Linked DNA regions of Pan troglodytes: region 1 is linked to region 2. The links are chromatin contacts, called in public HiChIP or PLAC-seq maps. All regions are on one chromosome and are shown on one strand. The core of a region is the stretch at or near the end of the contact, and the rest is flanking DNA. Distances in the headings are between cores, read along the strand shown.

Evidence for each region. HiChIP or PLAC-seq counts read pairs in DNA pulled down with a chosen protein or histone mark.
Region 1: an H3K4me3 HiChIP or PLAC-seq map of stem cell-derived excitatory neurons shows a contact between it and region 2, with 2.5 times the contacts expected there. The contact joins the promoter of ACTMAP here to the promoter of NUMBL in region 2. A contact is called at or near these places in 1 of 7 Hi-C or Micro-C datasets (stem cell-derived neural progenitor cells) and 1 of 1 datasets of contacts at active chromatin or transcription factors (stem cell-derived excitatory neurons).

What each region holds. Positions count from the first base shown.
Region 1 is chr20:43,833,146-43,840,692 of NHGRI_mPanTro3-v2.0_pri, forward strand. ACTMAP (actin maturation protease) reads right to left here and starts at 1,838. Exons shown (of 8, transcript XM_054674159.2): 1 at 825-1,838. The coding sequence starts at 1,147. SNRPA (small nuclear ribonucleoprotein polypeptide A) reads left to right here and starts at 1,937. Exons shown (of 7, transcript XM_054674163.1): 1 at 1,937-2,045; 2 at 2,257-2,845. The coding sequence starts at 2,773.
Region 2 is chr20:43,773,310-43,781,158 of NHGRI_mPanTro3-v2.0_pri, forward strand. It overlaps NUMBL (NUMB like endocytic adaptor protein), which reads right to left and starts at 3,022. Exons shown (of 9, transcript XM_054674145.1): 1 at 2,870-3,022. The coding sequence starts at 3,022. COQ8B (coenzyme Q8B) reads right to left here. Exons shown (of 14, transcript XM_054674146.2): 12 at 7,269-7,334; 13 at 4,229-4,315; 14 at 2,808-3,651. The coding sequence ends at 3,313.

The sequences.
Region 1 (7,547 bases), core at 588-3,087, 59 kb after region 2:
CGCTCTGTCCTGCGTGGGCTGGCTCTGCCGCTTTCACAGCCCCATGTTTGCCACTTCCCCCGGCAAGTTAAGGACATATTTGCAGTTCCTTGAATAGAACATGTCCTCATTTCACTCCAGGCCCCTGCACAAGCTATATACTCTCATCACACAGCATTTGCACGACTTGCTCAACAGCACTCAGGGTTCCCCTTCTCCAAGAAGCTCCCCCTGACTCCCCAGCCTGGGTCAGACACCCCTCTGGGCTTTGTCATGACAGCCCTGACCACTCTGGGTTGTCACTGTCTGGAAAGGTGGAGGCATCTGTCTCTCTCACTAGACTGGGCATTTGCTCTTTTTTTTTTTTTTTTTTTGAGACAGAGTCTTGCTCTGTCTTCCAGGCTGGAGTGCAGTGGCGCAATTTTGGCTCACTGCAACCTCTGCCTCCAGGGTTCAAGCGATTCTCCCGCCTCAGCCTCCCGAGTAGCTGGGACTACAGTTGCATGCCACCACACCCGGCTAATTTTTGTATTTTTAATAGAGATGCGGTTTCACCATATTGGTCAGGCAGGTCTCCAACTCCTGACCTCAGGTGATCCACCCGCCTCGGCCTCCCAAAGTGCTGAGATTACATGCATGAGCCAAAGCACCCGGACTGGACTGGGCACTTGTGAGGACAGCTTTCTTCATTGCTGGAGGCACACCACCATGGAAGAGATCTAGGTGGGGGACCTAAGTAGTCAGGCTGTTTGATCTTGAGGACATGGGAACCCCCCCACCCGCCAAGAGATCTGTGAAGTGTCTAGGGCAGAGCCTGGGTGGTGGGTGGGGCATGGAGACCCTACCGGTCCTTGTGTAGTTTCAGAAGCCTCTTCACATCTTCTCTGCCCTTGGGGACCGGGCCAGCCTTCTCAAAGGCCTCCTTCAGGAGCTGGCTCTTCTCCAGGCCGAAGACATGAAGGGGAGCAGGCCCTGTGGCAGCGGGTGGAGGAGGCAGTGGGGGCGGTGGGGGAACAGGGGTCTGCTGACTCCAGGGAGGGGATGGTAAAGCTAAAAAGTCCAGGGGACTTGGTGGTAGAAGAGGAGATGGAATGCTGCTGGCTTGGGGTACAGGGGTTTTTGGAGGAGAAATTGGTGGTTTTAGGGGAGGAGAGCATGGAGAAGTCATTTTGGGGTCTACAGGAGGGGTTGAGAGGTTCAGAAAGCGGGGAGGGAAGGATCCTCCAACGGAGAACGGTCTCAGGGATGGAGATTTTAAAGGTTTAAGAGCTGAGTTCCAGAATCTGGGGGCTGAGCAGTGGGTGTGAAAGGACCAGGGCTAATATTTGAAACCATGGGAGCAGGAATTGCGAGGCTGACTCAAGTCATAAGGCACCTGACGGTTAACAGGGTGCGGTCCTTAAATCCGGAACCGGATCTGTGGTACCGGTTGGGTTACCTCGGGAGTCTTAGGTGGAGAGTTAGTAGGAGTTAACTCATTCTTTGGGGCTGGATGTGGAAACTCTTGAGTGAGTTTGGGATATGAAGGCTCAGATCTAGAGTGAGGTGCCTTAAGGGTGCGACTTAGGGACCCAGGGCTAAAGATTCGGAGAACTTAGGTTCAGTCCCCCCTCACATCCCAGGCCCGAGTTCGGAACCTTTGAGCTGACCTTTGAGTCAGAGGTCAAGAGGTCAAAAAGGACACCTGGCAGGGAAAATGGCCTAGTTGTGGAGAAGGTCCTGGAACCAGAGCAACAAAAAACGTCTGTGGGTTGGAGAAGACTCAGAGATCAGAGGCCGGTGGGCGCCGCGATAACCAGTGGAAAAAGGAAAGCAGTCAGGAAGTAAAGTGCACCTCCCACTCCCGGAAAATGGCGGCCCCCGCACACTGCCTTTCCCATATCACGTGGTATTACACGCAACAGTTCCCGCCCATTTTGCGATCACGTGACAGAAAACGGAGCTCTGGCGGGGGTAAGAGGCGGGACTTCAAAAAGGATTGCCTCCGGAAGACACCGCAGCGCGGGACGCGTACAGTCTCGTGACCTTCACTGATTGGTCCGTAGACCCGGGCGCCACGGAAGGAGGTGGGCTTTCAGGGAGTGGGGCGGGGTTTTTCTACCGGGGCGGGGTTTTTTCTACCTAGGCGGGAACCCAAATATCGTTTTGATTGGCAACAGCTGAGCCCAGAAACGAGACTTGCTCTGATTGGTCAAGCTACTGCGTTTCCGCGCGGCGATTGGCTGGCAGAAAGGCAGAGGCGGGGCCAGGAGAGAAAGCTTTGTGGTTTGGTTTCAGGGAAGTAGCAGGCGCCGGTTGAGAGAACTACGGCCCTGTCGGAAGGTAACCTCCGGTGCAAACGACCATCGGCGGCAGGCGAGCGGTACGCTTGGCGTCCGGGCCTTCCTGGGCCCGTCTGAGGAAACTTGCTGCTCGAGGCCAGGCTGCCTAGGACCTGTCCCTTTTTTCTGTACTGGCTCCCACATCCGGGTTTTTTCTCCGGGACGGCCCTTCGGATGCTTGGGCCAATGGGAATCGCCATTTAGGGTGCTCCGCCCACCGGGTCGCGTAGAGCATCCTGGAAGTCGTAGTAAATCTCTCGAGAGTTCCCTCCGCACGCGGGCTGGAGAAGCGGGTCCTACGCACGCTTTGTTGTCGCGCTTTGCCTCCGTCCTTACCCCTACTCCCGCCTTACCTGACTTCCTTTTCGGAGGAAGATCCTTGAGCAGCCGACGTTGGGACAAAGGATTTGGAGAAACCCAGGGCTAAAGTCACGTTTTTCCTCCTTTAAGATTTACCTCAACACTTCACTCCATGGCAGTTCCCGAGACCCGCCCTAACCACACTATTTATATCAACAACCTCAATGAGAAGATCAAGAAGGATGGTGAGTTCTCGGGATAGTCCGGAGTCCAGACTGTCCCGCACGGGCTGGCCCCTCTTCCATCCCCTGCACCCGCCTCTCTTTCTAAGTGTTTGTCCAGCCAAACTTCGAGTTAACCCCTTGGCCTTTACACAAACTACTTCCTGTCTTCAACACTCCATTAGTTCATCTTACACTCTGCCCTTTAACGTGGTCACTGCTGCTCATCTTACAAGGTTTGAGGTCACAGGACCCTTCCTCCAGGAAGCCTTGCCTTGTCCCTTCACGTGGCTGCCGCTGACTTCCCGTACGCTGAGACCATCTCCCATCAAGCCCTGATTCCTCTGAGCTGTCGTGGGGCTCTCTCTCCTCCCAGTGGCCTTTGAACTCCGTGAGGGCAAGGACTGGGGCTTTCTTGGTCACCGGCTTTTTCAGTGATCAGCCCACAATGAAAATGTACCATAATGGTGGCTAACGCTCTGTATCATGGGCTGGTCTGTGTGCTTTCATATAAATCTTGATTACATTTAATTCTCACAACAATCTTGTAGGAAGAAGGCTATTGTTATTCCCATTCGTCAACTAAGAAACTGGGGCCGGGCGCGGTGGCTCACCCCTGTAATCAATCCCAGCACTTTGGGAGGCCGAGGCGGGCGGATCACCTGAGGTCGGGAGTTCGAGACCAGCCTGACCGACATGGAGAAACCCTTTCTCTACTGAAAATACAAAATTAGCCGGGCATGGTGGCGCATGCCTATAATCCCAGCTACTCGGGAGGCTGAGGCAGGAGAATTGCTTGAACCCAGGAGACAGAGGTTGCAGTGAGCCGAGATTGCGCCATTGAACTACAGCCTGGGCAACAAGAGCGAAACTCCGTCTCAAAAAAAAAAGAAAGAAAAGAAAAAGAAACTGAGACAGGGGTGATGTGACTTGCCCAGGGTCACATAGCAAGTAAAGTGGTTGAGGCCACCCGTATAGAATTCTGCTTAGGAACCCAATTTTTGGCCGGGCGTGGTGGCTCAGGCCCGTAAGCCCAACACTTTGGGAGGCTGAGGCAGGAGGATCACTGAAACACAGGAGTTCAAGATCAGCCTAGGCGACAAAGCCAGACCTTTTCTCTACAAAAAAAAAAAAAAAAAAAAAAAAGGCTGGGCGTGGGTGGGGTGCGTCTGTGGTCCCAGCTACTTGGGAGGCTGAAGTGGGAGGATCGCTTGAGCTAGAGAGGTTGAGGCTTCAGTGAGCTATGATTGCACCACTGCACTGCTGCCTGGGCTGAGCAAGAGCCTATCTGAAAAAAGGAAAAAAAAAAAGAACTCAATTATTGAAATCGGAAAGACTCTCTCACATTCTCAAGTAAATTATCACCTTTATTGAACCTCATTTTCCAGATCTAAAAACTGAGCAAAATCATAATACCTTTTTTGCATGGATGTTGGGGGAGATTAAATTAGCTAAACCTTGCAGTATTTCTTTTTTATGGTAACTGGCAGCTAGTAAAGGGCTGGATAAATGTTAGCTCTTATCACTTCAAGAAAATTATCGGGAGAACTGAAGGAGCTTGTTGGGATTCAGTTTGAGGTTACCAGTGAAGTTGCTGTTGAAGAAAGCAAAACCAGCAGCCGGGCACTGGCTCACGCCTGTAATCTCAGCACTTTGGGAGGCTGAGGTGGGCAGATCATTTGAGGTCAGGAGTTCAAGACCAGTCTGGCCAAGATGGTGAAACCCCGTCTCTACTGAAAATACAAAAATCAGCTGGATGTGGCGGTGCGCACCTATAGTCCCAGCTACTCGGGAGGCTGAGCAGGAGAATCACTTGAACCCTGGGAAGCAGAGGTCGCAGTGAGCTGAGACTGCACCACTGTACTCCAGCCTGGGTCATAGAGACTGTCTCAAAAAAAAAAAAAAAATCAGGAGTGTAAATTTTGCATATGTTTTTAGAGTGTGGTGCCCAACCATTATCGGGCAGTGCTGGGGACACATTGGTGACATAGAACCCTGGTTTTTTGTTTTTAAAACTTATTTTATTTATTTATTTATTTATTTTTGAGACGGAGTCTTCCTCTGTCGCCCAGGCTGGAGTGCAGTGGCACCATCTCTGCTCACTGCAAGCTCTGCCTTGCCTCCTGGGTTCACGCCATTCTCCTGCCTCAGCCTCCCGAGTAGCTGGGACTACAGGCGCCCACCAGCACGCCCGGCTAATTTTTTGTATATTTAGTACAGAAGGGGTTTAACCATGTTAGCCAGGATGGTGTTGATTTCCTGACCTCGTGATCTGCCCACCTCGGCCTCCAAAAGTGCTGGGATTACAGGCGTGAGCCACAGCGCCCTGCGTTTTTTTTTTTTTTTTTTGAGATGAGACGGAGTGTCGCTCTGTTGCCCAGGCTGGAATGCAGTGGTGCGATCTCAGCTCACTGCAACCTCCGCCTCCCAAATTCAAGTGATTCTCTGCCTCAGCCTCCTGAGTAGCTGGGATTCCAAGCACCTGCTACCACGCTTGGCTAATTTTTGTATTTTTATTAGAGACGGGGTTTCACCATCTTGGCTATGCTGGTCTCGAACTCCTGAACTGTGATCCACCTGCCTCGGCCTCCCAAAGTGCTGGGATTACAGGTGTGAACCACCGCACCCGGCCAGAACCCTGGTTCTTTAGGACAGTGACAGCCCAGAGTAGTCAGGGCCATCAGGCAGGAAGCTTAGGCAGAGTGTTAGAGGGCTGGGATTGGGAACTTAGACAGAGAGATCCATTCAGCTTCCTGGAAAAGGAGACATTTTGGAGAGCCTGCCAGGTAGAGTAAGCAGTATTTATGTTACACTGAGGGAGAAGAGCGTTCTTAACTTGGTCCAGCTTGTTCAGATGTTTAGGGGCAAAAGAGCCTGGCGTATTCTGAGTATTACAAGTAGTTTTGAGGCTTGTAAATCATGGGGAAACTTCCAGTGAGCTGTGCACTGGTGGCTCATGGCTGTGAGGTGTTGGACTTTGCCCTGAGGGTGTTGGGGAGCCAGACTGCTTCCCTGTCCTGGCTGCCTCCCTGGTGGAATATCCTCCCAGCTGTGGAGGGTAAATGCGAATGGGCGAGGGGAGGCTGGAGAGTAGAGAGAGGCCCAGAGTCCCGTGGAATGAGTGAAGTCTGAGCAAGATTCATGGGGATGGAGTATGGAGAGGAAAACCAGAAATGTCACCACCAGGAGAATTTTTGACTAATTGCTTAAAAACAACCTTGACTGCTGTCCCTGCCCCCACCCAGCCTACACATTTTCTTGCTTCTTTCCTAGCCTGGTATCTATTTTACAAGTGGCTTCTGCTTCAGCTTAGCTTTTTTTTTTGAGATGGAGTTTCGATTTGTCACCCAGGCTGGAGTGCAGTGGCGCAATCTCTGCTCACTGTAACTTTTGCCTCTCTGGTTCAAGCTATTCTCATGCCTCAGCCTCCCCAGTAGCTGGGATTACAAGCGCCCTCCACCACGCCTAGCTAATTTTTTTTCTTTTCTTTTTTTTTTTTTGGCATTTTTAGTCAAGACAGGGTTTCACCGTCTTGGCCAGGCTGGTCTTGAACTCCTGAACTCACGTGATCTGCCTCAGCCTCCCAAAGTGCTGGAATTATAGGCATGAGTCACCATGCCTGGCCAGTTTTTATGAAGGTTGGAGTCCAGTGGTGAGGTCATGGCTGACTGCAACCTCTGCCTCCAAGGCTAGAGTGATCCTCCCACTTCAGCCTCCCAAGTAGCTATGACCACAAGGCATGCACCACTATGCCTGGCTAATTTTTGTATCTTTTGTAGAGACAGGGTTTCACCATATTGCCCAGACTGGTCTTGAACTCTTGAGTGCAAAGGATCTGCCCACCTCGGCCTCCCAAAGTGCTGGGATTACAGGTGTGAGCCACCATGCTTGGCCATCTCAGCCATCTTCTTTGCATAAGACATTGGTGCCCTTTGCAGACCTGGGTGGTGAGAGGGAGTCCATCCTTGTTGAGCTTGAATCTCACTTGCTGTCAAGTGATGCCCTTTGCTGGTGAGATGTGGTGGTACCGGGTTCAGATGGAATACGTGGACTGGGCTCTGCCATACGCTTCCTTGTGCCCTCCAGATTGTTGCCCTGGGCCAGTGAGGAATCCTCTGAGAACCTGTTTCCAGTAAAATTGGGACAGTCATAGTTGCCACCTAATGGGGTTGTTGTGAGGAAGTGACCTCCATAAAGCATTTGATGGGGGTGCGATGACTCATGCCTGTAATCCCAGCACTTTGGGGAAGCCAAGGCAGGAGGATCACTGGAGCCCAGGAGTTCAAGACCAACCTGGCCAACATAGGAGACTGTGTCTACAAAAAATAAAAAATTAGCCGTGCGTCGTGCTGCGTGCCTATGGTCCCAGCTCCTTGGGAGGCTGTGGTGGGAAGATTGCTTGAGCCTGGGAGGTCAGGCCTGTAGTAAGCTACCATCATGCCACTGAACTCCACCCTGAGCAGTAGAAGGAGATCCTGTCTTTAAAAAAAAAAAGGCACTTGATGTTATCTGTAGTCAAATGCTTGCGGCCAGGTGTGGTGGCACACTCCTGTAATCCCAGCACTTCGGGAGGCCAAGGTGGGCTAATTGCTCAAGCTCAGGAGTTCAAGACCAGCCTGGGCAACATAGCAAGACCCTGTCTCTTGCACAAAATCCGGAAATTAGCTGGGCATGGTGGCATACACCTGTGGTCCCAGCTACTCCATAGGCTGAAGTGGGAGGACCG
Region 2 (7,849 bases), core at 1,772-4,271:
CTTTAGTCACACACAAATAATCCCTCTAAATAGCCAGGGTTTCAGACACCAAGTCAAATACATAACCCAAATCACACATGCAAGGCTAGAAATACACACAATCACTCGTTATCACACACACTGCTAGATACAGCCATTTATATTAATACAACCTCAGTCACACACTCAGACATGGTTCTGCATACGCAACCACTGTCATACACAATACTGTCACACAACCCCAGTCACACAGACACAATGTGACTTCAGACACAATGGCAGTCACACAGGCAGAGTTGCACAGACAGGTGCGTGTCACTCACGTATATAAAATCAGGTAGAGACACAACTATAAACATTGTCAGTCACTGGGAGGGTCACACATGCACATGGAGCCATAGACAACTCCACTCACACACAGTCACAACTCCACCCACGTCCTGTCAGTCACACGCATGCCCACCCCCAGACTCAACACATACTGTCACATACCCAGTTATAGTTACCGAGGCATACAAACACAGGGTCACAAAAGACACAATCACAGACAACCAGTCACAACCATGCACACCTCCAAACACAGACAGACTAAAAAGTACAGGATTCTGCACAGTGAGCAGCTGTCACACACACATACACAGTCACACAAATACTAGGGTCACAGACACAATCATAGACACCACCACAAGCACACACACACGACACAGGATTCCTCAGTCACCAGCTGCAGCGTACGCGTGCACACACACACACACACATACACAGCCACAGTCACACAAACACAGGGCACACTCCTAGCCACCTCCCCATCGCTTGCTTCCCTCCTTCCCCCCAGGTACCACACACAAAGCCGCCGTCACCGTCACCGCAGACGCTGCAGACAAGACAGGGCTGCACCCGGTCCCTGGGGAGCCGCCCCCAGCCCAGCCTGTATCCTGGAGCCTGAGGGCCAGGGCCAGGAGGGGGAAGCGGTGCATTGTCTGCGGGTGGGGCCACTCTTGGACAGCTGGGCAGCCCTGGGGACAAAGGGGGTGGCCTAGGGATCCTGTGCCCTGGGACCCATGACCAAGCCAGGGGGTGGAGGGATTGGGGGTTGCCTGAAATTGTCCTTATTTTATTCAGGCTGGGGTGGGGTGGAGTCCCAGGCACAGGGACCTTGTTTTGAGAAGTGGCTGTGCCTGGGACACCGCCCAAGGATTGGGGGGATGCTGTGCCCAGGGTGCCTCTGAGACCTGGGGGCAGGCTGTGCTTGGAGTCCTCCCAAGCCTTGGCGTGGTGGGAACGCTGTACCCAGTGACCCCATCCTCGAGACCGTACCTAGGGAGTTGTTGTGCTGAGACCCCCTTAGGCAGGGAGAGGTAGGGATTGTGTCTGGAATCGCCTCCTGGAGGCCTTGGTTTGATACGGGGGCTGTGTCCCCGACCCCATCTCCATCCCCATCTAGTTCTAGGAGTTGTACCTAGAATCTCTGTACCCCTGTCCTTGGTTTTGTGGGGGGTCTGTGTCCAGGATCCCTATTTCCAGGGCCTTGGCAAGAGATGGCCCAGGGGTCTGTGCCCAAGACCCCGGTCTCCTGGGCTTTGGCTTGTTGGGCCTGTTCCTGGACCCCCACCCAGGACCACCCTCTCCAGCCTTGGCACCCTCTCTCCATCCGGGCGCCGCGGCCGCCTCCCACCCTCCGCCACATCAGCAGCGGCGCCGCCCCCGACCCGAGCCCCCCTCTCCCGCCCTTCTCACGCTGGCCGCCGCGCTGCGGGACATCCAGGGCCCGGGCGCCCCCGCCTCCCGCGGCCCTGGCTGGGCCTGGCTCCCCGACTGCTGCTGCTGCGGTGGTGGCGGCGGCAGCTCGGTCTGACGCCGGCCAGGGCCCGGGGCCGGGGGATGGTGCGGGATGCACGCGCGCGAGCCTCCTCGGCTCCCGGGAGGATTCCGTTCCGGGGGCGGGGGAGCGTCCCTCGGCCTCGGCTCCCCGCCCCGGCCCCGCCCATTGGCCCGCCGCCTGCCGTATATGCAGAAAGGCCCCGCCCCGCCCCGGCGCCTCGCCGGGCCCCGTCCCGCCCCTTGGCCTGAAGACCCCGCCCACACGCAGACACCATCCCGCCTTCCCCGGCGCGGCCACCGCCCCGCCACGCCCATTGGCCAGTCCCGAGCTGAGCATGCCTATGAACATCGCCGAGTCCTTTCCCCCGGTCCGTCCGGGCCTGGGCTCCCTTTCCCTCCGTGACACCTGACCTCAGATCCCCTCCAGCTCCGCGTCCGAAAGAGTTGCTTCTAGAGGCGCCTTGCCGCCCCACACCCCCAAATCTTCCCGCTAACCCCATGGTTCCCCAGCCCGGCGGGGGCGGGCAGGAGCGGTGACGAGGCGCTTTTTGCAAGGAAGGGGAGGGGGTGTGAACAGACCAAGGCGTCCTGATGCGCGATCGGTTCGGCTTTGGGAACGGGGGCGCCGGGGTGGGACCAGGGCGCGGTTCTGGCCGCTACGGCGCCCCCGCCGCCCCCTACGCCAATCCTGTGGGTTTGGCAAAGCAGCTGGCAGGGACATTAGAGCCCATTAGTAAAGGCGAGGTTGCCAGGAGTGAGGGGAGGGAGCCCGCAGCCAAGAGGCACTGTGTGGGGGGGAGGCCTCAGCTGCCACAGCCCTTAGAGCAGGTGGTCAGCACGTGGGGGGGTGGGGAAGGCGAGAAGGAGGTTCCCGGCAACAGATGGCACAGGCAGGGCTGAGGCTTTCAGACAAGGGGGTGCAGGGGGGCTGGCCATCTGCACCTGGAGGCCGCTGGCGAGCTCCTCCCCCTCTCCCCCCAACCCTAGCGCAAAGAAAAGAGCTGGGGGAAGGGGAGGGCTGCTTTTATTCCGATTGAAGATTCAGCTCCCCCCCACCCCGCACCCCTACCTCTCCAACACACTGAGAGGCTGGAACCCGGGAGAAGGCAGCTGTTGGAGGAGCAAGGGAGGCAGAGGTGAGGACTGCCTCCAGGACCATCTCGCCTTCCACGGGAGGCTTGAGGCAGAGGTGAGGGCTCCCCCTGATGAGTCTGATCTGCATAACGACATGCAGCGGCCCAAGGCTCCCTCAAATGTTGGCAAAGATAAGTTAACCGCTTCCCTGGCTTAGTTTTCGGATACCCACTTTCGAGTGGGGAGGTGCAGGATCTAGGGCACGAAGTTGGGAGTTCCCCAGCCCCAGGGATCCTGAGCTCCTGGGCCAAGGAGGAGAGCCAGGCAAGACTGGGAAGCCCAAGGGGGCTCCTCTGACCCAGGGCAGACGGGGAAGGGATAAGAGGCACTGCAGCAGGGTATGGCCTGCTCTGGGGACTGAATCCCCCATGGAGGCTGTCATGAGGGATCCACCCAGGAGTCCCCTTTGGTGGGGAGGCTGCCGGCAGTGGCTGCGTCTGGCTGGCGACTGGCCCAGTAGCGGTGGTAGGTGTCCTGGAAGAGGTCCCTGCAGGCGATGTGGGCTCGGAGGTGGGCACAGGCCAGGAAAGCCCCTGCCAGCTTGCGGTGCAGGGCATAGGTCTCCTCGGGTGGGGGACACAGCCGGTGCCGCAGCAGCACCGGGATGAGGTCCTGTATGCGGCGGGCCGTTTCCCCCGACCCAAAGTCATAAGGGCCCTGGGTGGCGAAAGGCTCCCCCAGGATCATCACTGCCTCCACGTGGGCGTCGGAGAATGCCTGGGAGTGGGGGTGGGGGGAGAGCAAAGGCAGCCAGTGTGGACATAGAGCCCTCTGCATAACCCAGAAACAACGTGTAGCCTCCACTCCCTCCAGTCTCCACCATCAACACAAGCCCCGACTCCCTCAAGAGTGAGCAGCTTCCGCTCCTTCCAGAGCCTGGACTAGACAAGCAGCTGCCTATTCCCCGAGTAAGCACCCCTCACTTCCCTGCAGAGCCTCCAACAGACAAGTAGCCCTCTACTCTCTCTACAACAGAGAAGCGGCCTTCGCCCCTCCTGAACAGATCCACGGTGCCCATGTTCCCAGGGTTCCTGAGAAGTCAGGCAGCCACCTCCCCCCACTCCTCCCCAAAGCCCCCAGCATGGATAAGCATCCCTCCTAGAGTCCCCCACTCCCCAGGTATAGACACACAGCCTCCATTCTCCCTAGTGGAGACAAGCCCCTCCTAGAGTCCCCCAGTCCCCGGGTATCGACATGCCCCATCACCTACTCGAGTTCCTCAGTGGAGATAAGCAGCCCCCCACTGCACCCCACCAACAGACACCAGCCCCTTTCTCCCCCAGTGTCTCCCCACCTTGGTTTCAAAGCCTGTGAGGAATTTGAGGTCCCTGGACTTCTGCAGGACACAGTCTCTGTCTCCATCAGCTGCAGCCTTCACCACCTGGGGAGACGGGTGGGAGTTAGAGGGACAAAGGCCGGGGCTCAAGGGGGCTCTGGAGAAGAGGAGCTGGAAGCCTGGGCCTCCCGTGTACCCACCTCCATTCTCATCTGCCTGGGCCCTCCCTCACCTGGAAGCTTCCTGCTCCCAACTTTGCCTGTCTGTGACTCCCTTAAAGACTGTTCCAGAGCCTGGGAGTGGAGGTGGTTAGGGATCCTGCCCACCTAGCCGGCAATGTGGGGCCTGCCCGGGAACTGCCACAGTGAAACAGTGCAAGAAACAAGTGTCAGGGCTGCTGGTGAGTCCAAACACTCAACTGGACGGGTATGAGCGTGACCCAGAACTGCATCCAAAGTTGCCAGGGGCCATCTCTCTGTCTCCCACACTGGTCTTTGAGCCCTGTGAGAGCAAGGATCCCAGTTGGGTTTAGTCGCACGGGGCACAGGGTCTGGTGCTCAGGAGGCCCTGGGTGAACCTTGCTTTAGCAAATGAGCGTGTGGAGCAGAGCAGCTCTCCAGCCATGAGCTCACACACACAGGGCAGGAGTTGTGGGCATGGAGAGATGCCCAGCTGGGGCCAGCTGGCTAGGGTTCCGTCCCAGCTCTGCCACCTGCCGGCCTGTTGGGCCTCCACTTTCTCATCTGTGAAGTGGGGATGCCAAAAGTGCCTGCCTCATGGGGCTGTTGGGAGGATAAAGAAGGTGATGCCTGTGGCGTGCCTGGCGCTGTGTCTCATGCAGGAAGCACCGTAAATACTATAATCTACCATTATTAAGAGGTGGGCACGGGGGTCCCTATTTCACAGAAGGGGAAGCAGACCCGGAGTAGGGAGTGGAACCTGGGTCACACCACTCACTACTGGGTTGCCCTTTTTTGTGAGGAGGGGGATTCGGGATTAATTCCATTCCCTCTCTGCTCCCCCTGCCCGAGCATGTCTGGCCATCTGTCAGGCCTGTGGTCCTCAGAAGCCAGGGCTTTTATAAAGTGGCAAAGGCTGCAGGTCTGGGTGGGAGGGGAGGGTGTCAGTGGGGAGAAGAAGGGTCTCAGCTTTGTGCCTCAGTGGCTGGCAGAGAGGGCCCCAAGGGGCCTGTGTGTAAGGGGTTATCACCTCCTCTTCCTGTTCCTGTCTCAGAGGTGGCCCCACCAGTCCCCAGACCAGATCCCTAGACACCTCTGTCCCCAACTTCTAGCCCGTCTGCTCCCATGGACTGCCAGCTGGGCATCTCCCAGCCACCCCTCTGCCCCTCTCCACAGCTGCCCTGAGCTCCCACCCCCAGGCTTAGAGACCACTTCTTATTCAGAGGGAGTTTTCAAATTCTGACTGCATCCCTTCCCTGCTCAAATCTTTTCCACGGCTCCGCAGGGCACCTGGATACAGTACGAGCTGTAGAGCGCAGCCTCTAAAATCCGCAGTGATTTGCTGCAGCCTCGTCACTGTGCTGCCCCCCGACCTGCCCTTCCACTCAGAATGGGAGCTTCCTTTGGGTCCTCTAGGGCCTTACTACTACCAGTGTGGTCCCCATACGGGTAGCCCTGGCCTCACATGGGTGCGTGTCAGAACATAGCATCTTACGCCCACCTCCAGACCAGAATCTGCACTTGCACAGGATCGCCAGGCTTCAAATGCACATCCAAGTCTGAGAAATGCTGCTCTAATGGGACTGTCCCTTATCACTGCCTCGCCTTGGCACATGTTGTCTATCTGAAATACCCTCCGAGCCTTTTCCCAGTTGGCCCCCCTCATCCCTCAGGTCTCAATGCTGACACTCCCTCCTCCGGGAAGCCCTCCTTGGCTCCCCAGGCTGGCTCAGGCTCCTCCTCTGGGCTCACAGTCCCCTGTGCTTCCCCCATCCCAGCCCTGTCCATGCTAGGTCCTCACTGTCGCCTCACTGACTATGAGTTCTGTGAGGAGGGGCCTAGGCTGGGCCCAGGCCACTGCTGTGTCTCCAGCTTTGCCTAGAATAGAGCTGGGCACAGAGGAGGGGTCAGAAAACGTTTAGATTGGCTGGGCAGGAGGGCTCATGCCTGTAATCCCAGCACTTTGGGAGGCCAAGGCAGGAGGATCACCTGAGGTCAGGAGTTCGAGACCAGCCTGGGCAACATGGTGAAACCCCATCTCTACTAAAAATACAAAAATTAGCCAGGCGTGGTGGCACGTGCCTGTAATCCCAGCTACTCGAGAAGCTGAGGCAGGAGAATCGCTTGAACCCAGGAGATGGAGGTTGTGGTGAGCCAAGATCGAGCCACTGCACTCCAGCCTGGGCGACAGAGCAAGACTCTGTCTCAATTAAAAAAAAAAGAAAAGAAAAGAAAAAAAAGGAAAAGAAAACGTTTAGATTGATGGCTACATGATTAGAGGACCCAGGGCAAATGTCCAATCTCAACAACGAATGAAATGGTGTTCTCTGCAGCCTCTAAGACAAACTGACCCCAGTGGGTGGGAGAGACGAGCCAAGTACGTGAGGAAACACCTCCTGTAGACAGAGTTGCCCCCAGGGACACACACCTGGGCTGGACACCAGGGCCCTGGACAGCATGGGGTCTGGAGAGGTGACAAGATGGTCACTGTGGGCCTTTCTCTTAGGAGGGAGCTGGGCAGTGGTTGGAAGCTTGGGCTCTGGACCTGGACCACCTGAATTTGAATCCCAAGTCTGCTGTGATCTTGGGCAGGTGACTTAACCCCTCCAGGACCCAGTTACTTCATCTGGCCTAAAACGGGCCTAAAAACGGCCCTTTTCGCATTGTGTTGCTGTGTGGTTTATATCGGTTCCTATACGTAAGCACTAAAGATGGAGCCTGACATATTAAGTGCTTGGTGTGTGCTAGTTGCTACGAGTATTACTATTATTTATTATTTCTTAATTCCAGAAACTGCATTTCGCCTTCTTACTCCTCTGCCTCAGTATATGGCTTGAGCCTCAGCCTTTCAGAGGCCCTGGGGTCTGGGGGAGACTCACCTCGATGTAATGGTCTGTGAACTCTGTCCCAAACTCCCGGCTTGCACCAAAGTCCAGCAGGGTCACCTGGAAGCAAGGAATGGTGAAAGGAATGCTGGGATCCCATTCACACCCTCACTGTCTATTGGGGCAGCCAGGATCTGTCTCCCTCGCCACGACCCTGCCCGCTCCTGCCAGAGTCCCTGCCTGGCTGCCTCACTGGGCTCCTGGCCTCATCTCCACATTTCCAACCGACCCCCTAGCTGAAGGCTTTTTTTTTTTTTTAGTTCTAATTGTTTATGCAATAACAAATTTTAGACCCAGAAAAAAAATCCAGAGAATAATAAAAGATATAGAAAAGTAAAATGAATACTCACAAATCCCGCCACCCAGCCTAAAATATAAAATACTCCCCATCCGGCCACGCGTGGTGGCTCACACCTGTAACCCTAGCACTTTGGGAGGCCAAGGTGGGTGGATCATGAGTTCAGGAGTTTGAGACCAGCCTGGCCGTCATGGTGAAATCCCATCTCTACTAAAAATACAAAGATTAGCCAGGTGCGGTGGTGCGTGCCTGTAATCCCAGCTACTCGGGAGGCTGA